4 separate regions of the Mus musculus genome follow, and all the other regions are linked to region 3. A link is a contact called in public Hi-C and HiChIP or PLAC-seq data. All regions are on one chromosome and are shown on one strand. Each heading gives the region's core, a stretch centred on a gene start, on an enhancer-like site or on the middle of the called end of the contact. The rest is flanking DNA. Distances are from core to core; before and after follow the strand shown. Region 1 holds the start of Oxsm (3-oxoacyl-ACP synthase, mitochondrial). Region 2 has its middle 48 kb from the start of Oxsm. Region 3 has its middle 34 kb from the start of Gm31577. Region 4 has its middle 70 kb from the start of Oxsm.

The links. HiChIP or PLAC-seq counts read pairs in DNA pulled down with a chosen protein or histone mark. A called contact is a pair of places that touch in the nucleus more often than the background predicts.
Region 1: an H3K27ac HiChIP or PLAC-seq map of double positive thymocytes shows a contact between it and region 3, with 10 times the contacts expected there. The contact joins the promoter of Oxsm here to the enhancer-like site in region 3. A contact is called at or near these places in 8 of 39 promoter capture datasets (the C10 cell line, cranial neural crest, embryonic stem cells and 5 more), 18 of 115 datasets of contacts at active chromatin or transcription factors (the 230-238 cell line, T-cell acute lymphoblastic leukemia, acute myeloid leukemia and 13 more) and 3 of 9 other capture datasets (adipose tissue, liver and pancreatic islet).
Region 2: a contact with region 3 is called in a Hi-C map of regulatory T cells, with 12 times the contacts expected there. The contact joins two enhancer-like sites. A contact is called at or near these places in 4 of 39 promoter capture datasets (the C10 cell line, hippocampal neurons, liver and 1 more), 2 of 15 datasets of contacts at CTCF or cohesin (large pre-B cells and pro-B cells), 124 of 484 Hi-C or Micro-C datasets (the 63-12 cell line, the AML12 cell line, the AtT-20 cell line and 67 more) and 16 of 115 datasets of contacts at active chromatin or transcription factors (the 230-238 cell line, CD8 T cells, PVALB interneurons and 11 more).
Region 4: a RAD21 HiChIP or PLAC-seq map of pro-B cells shows a contact between it and region 3, with 14 times the contacts expected there. The contact joins two enhancer-like sites. A contact is called at or near these places in 1 of 15 datasets of contacts at CTCF or cohesin (pro-B cells), 12 of 484 Hi-C or Micro-C datasets (B cells, CD4 T cells, CD8 T cells and 9 more) and 6 of 115 datasets of contacts at active chromatin or transcription factors (T-cell acute lymphoblastic leukemia, double positive thymocytes, large pre-B cells and 3 more).

What each region holds. Positions count from the first base shown.
Region 1 is chr14:16,241,930-16,244,629 of GRCm38.p6, forward strand. It overlaps Oxsm (3-oxoacyl-ACP synthase, mitochondrial), which reads right to left and starts at 1,402. Exons shown (of 3, transcript NM_001359883.1): 1 at 1,361-1,402; 2 at 1-869. The coding sequence starts at 838.
Region 2 is chr14:16,194,329-16,197,028 of GRCm38.p6, forward strand. No RefSeq gene overlaps it. Among named protein-coding and RNA genes, the nearest start is that of Oxsm, 48 kb to the right of the region's middle. Within about 2 kb of position 1,428, at least 18 of the 459 cell types and tissues checked have an H3K27ac peak or open chromatin away from gene starts, as enhancers often do. A contact at or near this core is called in the P5424 cell line, double positive thymocytes, pro-B cells and 1 more, where this site is marked.
Region 3 is chr14:15,354,396-15,357,095 of GRCm38.p6, forward strand. No RefSeq gene overlaps it. Among named protein-coding and RNA genes, the nearest start is that of Gm31577, 34 kb to the left of the region's middle. Within about 2 kb of position 1,301, at least 9 of the 459 cell types and tissues checked have an H3K27ac peak or open chromatin away from gene starts, as enhancers often do. A contact at or near this core is called in the P5424 cell line, double positive thymocytes, pro-B cells and 1 more, where this site is marked.
Region 4 is chr14:16,172,143-16,174,842 of GRCm38.p6, forward strand. It overlaps the pseudogene Gm8517. Among named protein-coding and RNA genes, the nearest start is that of Oxsm, 70 kb to the right of the region's middle. Within about 2 kb of position 1,404, at least 65 of the 459 cell types and tissues checked have an H3K27ac peak or open chromatin away from gene starts, as enhancers often do. A contact at or near this core is called in the P5424 cell line, double positive thymocytes and pro-B cells, where this site is marked.

The DNA.
Region 1 (2,700 bases), core at 152-2,651, 890 kb after region 3:
CTCCCTCACCCATGACAAAACCATCTCTCTCTGGATGAAACGGCCGGCAGGCTAGCTTAGGATCTGGGTTTGAGCTCAGAGCCCGGGCTCTGGAAAACCCAGCGAGAGATAATGGACTAATGCAAGAGTCTGTGCCCCCAGCCACCATCACATCTGCGTCACCATGGGCTATGAATCTAAAGGAGTCTCCCACAGCATGTGCACCTGTGGTGCAGGCTGTGGACACTGAGTGATTGGGGCCCTTGAGTTTGTAGCGAATGCTAACCTGGCCTGCAGCCATATTGATCAGAATCTTAGGGACAAAGAATGGGCTGACTTTATTATAACCTTTGGTCTGAAACAGCAAAGCAGTTTCAGAAATAACTTCAAGAGGAACCATGCCCATGCCAATGGCAACGCCAGTAGCCACCTGATCTGCTTCTCGTTTCGGATGCCAGCCGGAGTCTTTCAGGGCCAACTCTGCTGCCCCAACAGCCATGATGGTGGAAGAAGACATGGACTTGGCATCTGATTTGGACACAAAGTTTTCTTCATTAAACTGACCTTCATGTGGACCTCTTGGTACATAAGCAGCTACACTGCAAGGGATATTCTTGTACTCATCACCAACCACAGAAACAATTCCACTTTCTCCTCGGAGAAGCCGATCCCAAACTAGTTGAGTCCCAACGCCAAGTGGTGTCACTAGGCCAATGCCTGTGATGACAACTCGTCTGCGCAACATGGCTGCTGGCACAGTTCCATAAAATCTGTGTTTGCTTATTAACCAAGAATATGACGCTGGATATGGATGGGAGATTGTGGCTTTTAGAAAATGTTGCAAGCATTTTGACAACATGGTTGAAATTCAGAAGATCAGAAACACATTCCTGGAATAGACCACAAGAGACAGCAAGCATCATTTAAACGACAGTAGAATCTTACACACACCCTAGGTGTGACTGTGGTCACAGAGAAATGCAACCCTCGCTTGGACTTAACTTTTATTTGTAATCTATGAGGTCCTTCAGACTGTCAACTGATAGCTAGCTCACTGGGTTTTACAACGCCAACCCACCCTACAGGGGGCATCCTTCTTCAGGCTCACCGAAGATTACTGTACAGTGTGGACTGAGTCCATGTGGCATTTCTAAGATTAATGCACAGGAGGCCGCCTCAGGCCCATTCTGCCTTGTGCACTTTATCTACTTCCGTGTAGGGCAGATAACCTTTCAGGCGGTCCCGCCACAGCCCAGCACCGCCGTATTAGGAAGGCCGGGTGTAACTTCCCGAGCTCAGCGTTAGGAGCTCTCAGGGATTCACAGCCACGCGACGCCCTCCACCCCTACCCTGAAACCCGGGTGCACACTGCAGTCACTACCTGAAACAAGCCTTTGCGGGCGCCCACCGAGTGCGCATGCGCACTCATCCGCAGCGCAGCGTTTCCGCCCGGTGCCTGATGTCAGAGGTCAGACGCTCCGGCCAGAGCTTCCTCCGGGTTCCGGGTTGTGAGTGCCCCGCTCTAGCCTCAGAGCCTGTTTTGATCGCTTGGGAAACCTCACCTAGTCAACAGCGATAATGCCTAGATATTCCTGTGCTGCCAGAGAAGGGCGGCTGTCATTTCCCCAGGACATTCCGGGGAGGACCTATAGCTGTAGCCTCCCTGGTAGCTCTGTAGAAAATATTCATAGAACTCTTCAGAATGTCACCAAGAAACCGAGGTCGTTTGGGGAAACATCTAAATGCCACGTAGACAATAAAATAATACTATGGCTGAATACTTAGAAATGTGCAAAGACGTTGAGAATTTGTTAGGAGACGTTAGTTACAAAACTTTTAAAGGTTTGCAAAGAGATCAGATAATGGTACCGCTCAATTTCAGCACCTGGGCGGCAGAGGATCAGGAGCTCTGTCCTCAGCTGTGGAGAGAGTGCAAAGGGAGCCTGGGCTACCAACCTGAAGACTTTGTCTTTAAAATATAACAAAACCTAACGTCTGTAGTGATCTGCAGTGCTTATGGTGTCCCCTCTACCTCCATTTTTCCTTACCTTTATTTACTTTAGCAAATGATGTAAACAGCTACTTCTGTAACAATAAAAAGGGCTGACTCATGACAGGAAGTGACCAGAAGATTGCCCAATATCTGAAGTGGAAATTCCTGAGCTTACGAAAGTTTTACTTGCTCAGAGATAAATCTGTAATGGATAAGTAGGATAAGTAGCAACACAGCCAGGGGATGTCTATTAACTGTTCAAGTCTGTCCCACGTGTGAGCTTTGCTTTTTCTTCAGATAAAGGATAGACTATGCTATCTTGTAGTCATGATTATATATTTTCTTGTGGGCAATAACCTCTTCAGGCCATCGTTGCCACGTATGCTTGCTTTCCAAATGTAGAAAAGAATCTGAGGTAAGTTTAGCTATTTCCTCATTACTCCTGGATATGATTTATTGTCTACTCTGTCTAAAATGTTTAAGAAAATTCAACTTGTTCCTGATCCAGTAGCTCACCATTTGCTTAGTATGATCTCCCTGCAGTGAAAATTGTGCTGTTTCCTCCAGTACCTTTTGGCAATTTGTTTTACATACAAATTTCTGATCTCAAAAGGCATTGGGGTATGTGGACTGTGGAAGGTTAGCTGAAAGGGGAACTCTGTCTATGCAGCCATGGAGAAGTCATGTCATCATCCATGCTGCAGTGAAACTTTCTGGCCGTGCAGATG
Region 2 (2,700 bases), core at 178-2,677, 840 kb after region 3:
TTTCAAGCTCCAGTGGCCATGTGGTCTCTGTCAGCACCAAAGACAGCCACCAACAAACTTAAGTATATGTGTGGTTACATGTCCTAATAAAACTTTATGAGTTGCATAGGAAGGCAAATTCCATACAATTTTAGTTTCATAAAATACTATTCTTTGATTTTTTTTGTATTACTTCAAAACAAATTTACACTAAAGTCACGAGCCAAAACAGAATTTCCATTGGTACAAAGATAAGAGTGTGATGCAAGGAGCTGCCTGGCTCCATCACTAACAACAATTCTCCTTCAAGCTTCAATGTCCTTGTCTGTCAAAAAAGGAAAGGGATGCCGACATTTTATTTTAAACATAAGAGAGATGAGCTATGTCACATTGTTCACAAGGAACAACTTCCGAACACTATCGATGATGTGGTGGGGGGGAAGAGGAGAGGAGACTCCATTGTGTGAGAGAGTCAGATCATCTATTTAATCTTGCCTGATGCCGTGTGGTGCCATGAATTTCCAACTCCAGTGAACAGCTTTTGCTATTTATCTTTAGGGGTATGCAAAGATATCCTGGGACTTTTAATAGACTAATATTCCCTCTTTGCTTACTCTCTTTAAAATAGTTCATTATTTGGTTGGTTGGTTGAGTGACTTGTGTGTGTGTGTGTGTGTGTGTGTGTGTGTTCCCATAAGCATGTCATAGCATGTATGTGATCAGAGGACATTTTGTTTGTAGGAGTCCATTTTATGTTCTTGTTTCAGGTGCCTTTCTCCAGTGAGCCCTTGCTCTGGCCCCTTGCTACTTCGCTCTTTATGATATTCTGTTTGCATACTGAGTTATCACATTAGGCCTCAGCCAATTCTGTCCTCTAGACCTGAGTACCATATTATACAACTTTAATCTTATCTGAGACCCAAAATTCAAGCTTTTTCTTCTCTATTTTGTTAATTAAGCACATCACTCATGAGCATGGCTATAGGTTTTGTCTTAGGGTTTCTGTTGCTGCACTGAAAAACCATAACATAAAACCAAGTTGGGGAGAAAAGGAATTATCTGGCTTACACATCAACATCAGTGCTCATCATTGAAGGGAGTCAGGATAGAAGCTCAATCAAGGCAGGAGCTGATGAAGAGGCCATGAAGGGGTGCTGTTTACTGGATTGCTTTCTTTAGATAGAACACAGGACCACCACCTCAGTATGGCACTACCCACAATGGGCTGGACCCACCCCCATCAATAGCTAATTAAGAAAATGCCTTACAGCTTTGTCTTGTGGAAGCATTTTCTCAGTAAAGGTTCTCTCCTTTGAGATAACACTAACCTGTTTGTCAGTTGACTTAAGACCAGCCAGCACAGATTTCCAGCTCTTACACCAGCTGAGTCAGCAAACATTCTGCAACAGTGATTCCTCCTACCAGTATCTTCACTGTCACTGAAAGCTCGGAGGAATGGCTCTGCATCTGACTTCCTTTCTATATGCCATCTTTTATCAACACTCCAATACTGAAGGTTACCAAAATCAGATCTCCAACTTAGAGGGCTGATATAAAAAACTCCAGAATGAAAACATATTGCTTCCCCTTTATTTCTTCTTATAGAAAAGGATAATGTTTAAGGAAAGTCAAAATATTCTAAAACAAACAATATGCTTCTTAAAACTAACGACACTCATGACTCTCGACCTCCATAGCACATGAGTTTTTGTGCTCTGTGCCCCTGATACCCGTGAGTGCTGGTGGCATTTGCAGTTCCAGAAGGTGGCAGTTTTTGCTTTAAAATTCATTTCCCAGACCTGCATTCACAGTCCTAAGCCTAGTAAAAACTAGAGAACATTTGTTGAACAAGTGTCCGTGCTAAAGTCTACAAGAACTGCAAAGCAAAACATTACATCTCTAGTACCCACTAACTTGCAATCCATGTCCTGCTTTTCTCCAGAACTCAGTTTCATTTGGAGAGTAAAATGAAAGAGTTTAGCCAGTGAGTCTTCAGGTTTTCATTGGCTCTTTTCAGTAGCTGTATCAGCAAACATAGAGGGTGTTGTTCAAGCAGGGCACAAGTAGCTTTCTACTTGTGAATGTCTCTTGCTGGAGAGACACCATAGGGAAATTTTTTGAGGAATGGAATTTCCATTTTTCATGGATTCTGCTGGTCTTGTCCTTAATAAGTAAACATGATTGTGCCTTTTGCACCACACCACGCCTATGCTACACGGGGTTTAAAAATTACAGTTTTTCAAGTTTGAAAGAATAAGGACAAATCAGGTCTACCTTGTGACATAAAAACATTGTTAGAAACAAAGTGTTATGTTGAAAACGTGACAAAGAAACATTTACTCAAACATTTTTAAAAATAAACTAGTTCAGTTTAAGTGAAAGGCCTATTAACCATCAAGGCTTTGGCTCCATCATGTGGCCGTTTGGATTTATTTTACTTTAGTGTTCATAAGATTTTTTGTTTTGTTTTGTTTTGTTTTCAAGATAGGGTTTTTCTATGTGGTCCTGGCTGGCCTGGAACTCTCTCTGTGGAGCAGACTGGTCACCAACACTGAGATCCACCTGCCTCTACCTCCCAATTGCTGGAATTAAAAGCATGTGCCGCCAATATTATTTACGAATTTAAAAGTGCGTGTATCTAAACTTTACAGCATAACATTTTGACCACTGTATATATTATGAAATGATTACTGCAATCAAGGTAGTTAGCATATCCATATG
Region 3 (2,700 bases), core at 51-2,550:
AGATAAGACTCTTCCCAGGACTCTCAACCGCAACACTGTAGGAAGTCTGCCTTCAGAAGCTGAACAGTGATAAGCAGAGTCTTCCATTTCATCCCTCTGCCAGTAAGCCGAGAGACCGACTGTCTAAAAGATACATCAATAAGAAAAATGCAGGGCACTTAGACTGCTGTATGCTTGGTGATATCAGAGCAAGAATTACTGTGAGGAATCAGAGACAGACATGAAAAAGAACACTGCTCACCCTGCAGACTATACAGAGTGATTACAATTTGTCCAAGTAGTACTGGAAGGTCTGTCTTCCATTATGTAAGTTTTTATCACTTTTAAATGTGTTCTAGTTGAGTTGGCATGTTTTATGATTTGCTTTGCTTGAGAGATAAGCACATTGTCAAAGATTAGATTAAAATTCCAGGGGCATTTTTTTTTTAATTTAAAAGGTGGAGGTTGAGAGAAATCACAGACTGGAAAAAGGTACTTTAAATATTACTATTTAATGTATTAGAACTTCAGATGCTCTCTGCCTAGGACAATAATATGGAAGTGGATTTAAAAAGTCTTCCTGTAGTTCACTGTGAATAGGAACTCCTGCAGGGCAGTGGGAAATGAGACACAGATATAGGGTCAAGACTTCAGGTTCTCAGGTAGCAACTCTTTCACTCATCACCTCTATACACTGTTGGCCTAGTGGGTGGACATTCGTAAGCTCTAGCAATGAGGTCATTTCCCTTCTGTTCTGTCACAAATTGACATGGTAATCTATTACTTTAGTTGTTTTATTTGATTTTTATTACCTAATAATCCTCTATTCAATTCATGGACACGTAAATTAGTGTTTTTCTTTTTGGAGTACCGACGACACTATAACCTGACAATCTACATAGAGAAATCAAGGAGGGAAGTTCCTGATAACCTGTGGTATCTCTCAATTCTACATGAGGAATTGCAAACCAAATGTGTGGTTATTTAACTCTTTTTCATTACTTCAAGTATAGTATGTGACTCTTCTCACCAAGTCCTCAGAGACCTTTCCTTTATAAGACAATTTATTGGACTAATGGATTGGCCACGAGGAAAATAACATTTCATTACTAAGAGCATGAAGATGATTTTGGAAGGAATGACCTGGAATGGATTATCTTATCCACCTCTGGAAGATTTTCCAAAATGAATGTGACTCATACATGCAGATAAACACAATACTTTTGTTAAATTTTCAAAACTGTTAGAGCTAAACCTTTATTGCCTCTTTCCAGTTAGTACTTACACTGCATTTTAGCATTGTCCTCCAGGCGGCGCTGTCTCCTCAGTATGGGTCTAACTGTCTCCAAACCAAAGGCAATGCAGGCCATCTGACTTTAGTCTCCCTGGATACAGCAGTTCTAGGCCCACATCCCAAGTCTCACATCTGAGAGTTATCTTTGTGTTTTGGCTAGACTTCTTGGGATGGCTAAAGACGGTGTGAGCACACAGTGACCACTGCTCTGAGTGTCTTATTGATTTTTTCAGCAGGCCTTTCAACAGACTATGGTTACAGTCAGCACTCCCGGCCTTCAAGGGGGATGAAACTGAGTTTTAACATCCTGAAGACAGTATCTTGTAGGTTAGATAGGGCCCTGTGCCTCACTTGGGGCACTCTAGCTTCTTTCCTCGAGGGGCCTTATACACAGAAGTTCCCCTCTGGTTTTAAATGGAATTGTCATGTAATTTTCTGTAAACCAATGTGCCAGAGGAACCAGCTACCTTGTATAGTTGAGTCTGTGGCAGAATGGCAGGACATGAATGTCAGAGTGTATGTCATGTGCAGACGTATACAATTTTCAAATCTCTCAAAACTTAATATTTGTGCATATGCTATGCTTTCCAAAATTGCTGGGGTTCTGGGCCTATTATATAGAAGTATCTCATAGAGCTTCCGAAGCATTAACTAAGATAACTTAGAAAACTACTAATGCATAGTAAGTGTTCCATCAGTGGCATGGGATAACAGATTATGACATTCTTCAGTGTGAAGTCACCATAGGGTTGGGACTTGTATCTTACTCTCTACCTTCACTTCCACATCTTTGTCCCTATGCTCCCATGGCTTTGACCCTCCATGCTTACCTGACACATTCATCCTAAAACAAGCAAGCAAGCAAGCAAGCAAGCAAGCAAGCAAGCAAGCAAACAAACAAACAAGGCCATCACTCCCCATTACAGAAGTCAAATGTGCTTCCAGGATCTCTGCCCATAGTTGAGTCAGACTATCTCCTTTGTGTGGCAGATATGCAGGAGCATATAGTAACAAAATTCATTCAATTTCATGTTGGTCATTTTAATCATGTAAACTCTGCATTTGTAAACCAACTTGAAAGGATTATCAATGAAATACCTCTATTTAGAAAAGACCTGGTACACCGGGCATGGTGGTGCACGCCTTTAATCCCAGCACTTGGGAGGCAGAGGCAGGCGAATTTCTGAGTTTGAGGCCAGCCTGGTCTACAGAGTGAGTTCCAGGATAGCCAGGGCTACACAGAGAAACCCTGACTTGAAAAAAACCAAACCAAACCAAACAAAACAAAACAGAAAAGACCTAGTTCAAACTCAAGCTCTAACACCTGGCTGGTGGCTGGACCTCTGTTTTATATGCACGGCCAGTGTTCACTTTTTCCTCTGGTGGTGAGAGGTATGGACAGTAGCAGTATCCGGATACCCACACAG
Region 4 (2,700 bases), core at 154-2,653, 820 kb after region 3:
AAAGTGCTTTCTGGAAGTTAGATGAGTAGTATGGCATTTGGCATAAGGCTGCTTTCCTCAAGAGTAACTGTAACCTTCCCATGCACAAGACGATGAACTCAGATCTTAGCAGAATCTTGAAAATCCCAGAGATTCAAAGAGCCCCCTGAGCACCACACAAGAAGATTCAGTGTAGAGTCTTGAAGAAGAATCCACTGAAGAACCACAAAGACTATGCACAGGAATACCATTCTTCCTAAGGCCAGAATCACAAACTTCAGGTGAAAAACTGGAAACAGCAGCCACTGCACAGGCAGCCAACTTGAAGAAGGTTGCAGCACAGGAGACTGCAGACAAGAAGTCGGCTGTAGGCAAGGAAGAAAGGAAGCCCAAGGATGTCAAGAAGATAAGAAGCCTGCAGGGGAAAAGGGTTGTGGCTACCAAGAAAACCAGCAGAAAAGAAACCTACCACAGAAGGAAAAAAGCCGGCTGCATAAACGATTAAAATTTGTTTCATTCCAGAGAGCCAATAGAGACAGTCTATTTGAATAAAAACATAACCAAAGGGGAAAAAACTAGCCCACACAAAAACACATAAAAAGAAAGCTATCTTGCTAAAATTCAATTGATTGAAAGAAAATAGAAAATCTAAAATAGCAATAAAAAATGTCAGAACTTCAGTACAACTGTCGCTTTTAAATGAAAGCAAATATTTTATAATAAATTGATAGATTATATTCTGTTTTTTAAAATGTGTGTGATGAATGTGAATTCAAGCATCAAATGGGGTACACTGAGGCACAGAATGGAAAACTGATTTCTTGGAACCTCACTAAGTGTATGAAGCCATCTACAAAAAGTGACAAATGCCATTACATAGTCTCGAGGTCTCATTTTATATACCTCCATTAAGGAACCCCTTTGTGATTTCACATATGTGACAGTGTCTGTGGGGCCACATAAGGATCCCATATTTGAGGCTGTGTCTGTCTTAGCCCTAAATCCAAGATGTACCAGCCAGGACACAGTCAGTAACTCTTCAATCTTCATATTGTAAGAAACATTTAATATTAGACTGTCCTGACAAACACTACAAAACTTTTGTTTACAACAAGGAATTCCAATCTCTTTACTTTCCCCATCTGGTAAAACCTTTATGCAAATGTTTTCATCCTTTCCAGGGTAAGCCTGATTTTACACAAATGCCCTGCTTGGCATCATCATATCTTAATGGTTCACTGCTCTGCTCATCTTCATTGTTTGCTCCAATTGTTTTGAAATTATCTACCCTCAAAAGACCATGAGGTCAAATCTCAGCCAATGGGGAAAAGACACAGTCAGCGGCTAGTTAAACACAAACTAATTGCACTTCCTGTGCAGGTGTGCTTGCTCACCCACAAACCGAGTTCACTTCCTGGGCAGGTGTGCTTGCTCAACCATCATTGTGAATAACACACCCTTCTGACAGGAAATAAACTTCTTTGTTGAGACACTTTAACCTGATTGTAATCTCTTTCTTTGCAACTTCAAACTTATTTCTAACAGCATCTTTCCTTGCCTCGTCCTAAATCAGTCTTGACTTGCTTAGGGAAGCCCTATTGCTGTTATGTAAGAGTACTAAACATTGTCTTATTGCCTTAAGCCACTGTGATTTCCAATGTTCTCTACTTGCCCCCTAAAGGTCAATGCTTGATCCAGGATCCACAGACTCACAGGCATGCAACATCAGTGAGTATTTTCTACCTTGACTTTCCCAACCACCAAGGCTCATCTGTTTAGTCCCTTTATGATGAGTCTGGCTATTTTACCCTAGTCTTGACCCTCATGGGATCTTTTCCAGGACTTCAAATGAATCCCTGAATGCTAGGCCTTCCATTTTTCCTCAGCCTAGCCTTGTTTCAGATATACCTCATTCTACCTCTGACCTTCTGATGTGCCTCCTTTGGTCCTTTCCAGGCTACCACTCAGTAGCAAGTAGCAAGGCTGTGGTCAATTATATCACATGTGGTTCCTGATAGACATCAAAAACTTCCATACCCACAAACCAGGCCTGGCTTGTCCAGCCTCTGCCCTATGCCCAAGCCTCAACCCTAGCTTCCAAATCTGCTATTTAATTTGCCCTTCTGCCCTGTTAAAGCCCTGCCAAGAAAATTTAATAACTGTAATTGCTTGCTGTAGTCATAATTAATCTGGAAAATGTGGAAGTGGTCTGTGTTACAGGTAGGAGTGCTTTACACAGGGATCTAGAGACATTCACACATGTAGCAAAACCAGAGGAAATTTGGCTACCAGCACTTTCACAGAGAACTTGCCTCAATCAGGATGTGGCTGATCCTCTAGGACTCTCTAAAAGCATCTTTGGAAACTCTACCTCTTTCTAACCAAGTGTTCCTACTGAAAACTCTCTACTAGGACCTAGGCAGGGAAGTATTCTTAAAAGGGCATTTCCCAAATTCTCCTCTGCCACAGGAACTTGAAGGAGGGGAAAATGGTCTGAATACAGACACAAGTGGTTAACCAAAATGATATATTCTACATTTTGCTTCCAGTGAGGCCCCTACAAGTAGACTCTCCTAGTTGGAGCCTGATCCTATATCCTCAGTCTGACTAAGGCATTGATTCAAACCAGATAAACCTTTTAGGACCAGAATGGTACTTGCCATATGACCCAAGTTTTCTGCTTTCTGGAGTCTCTGAGGAACAAAGATTTTTCTAGGACTG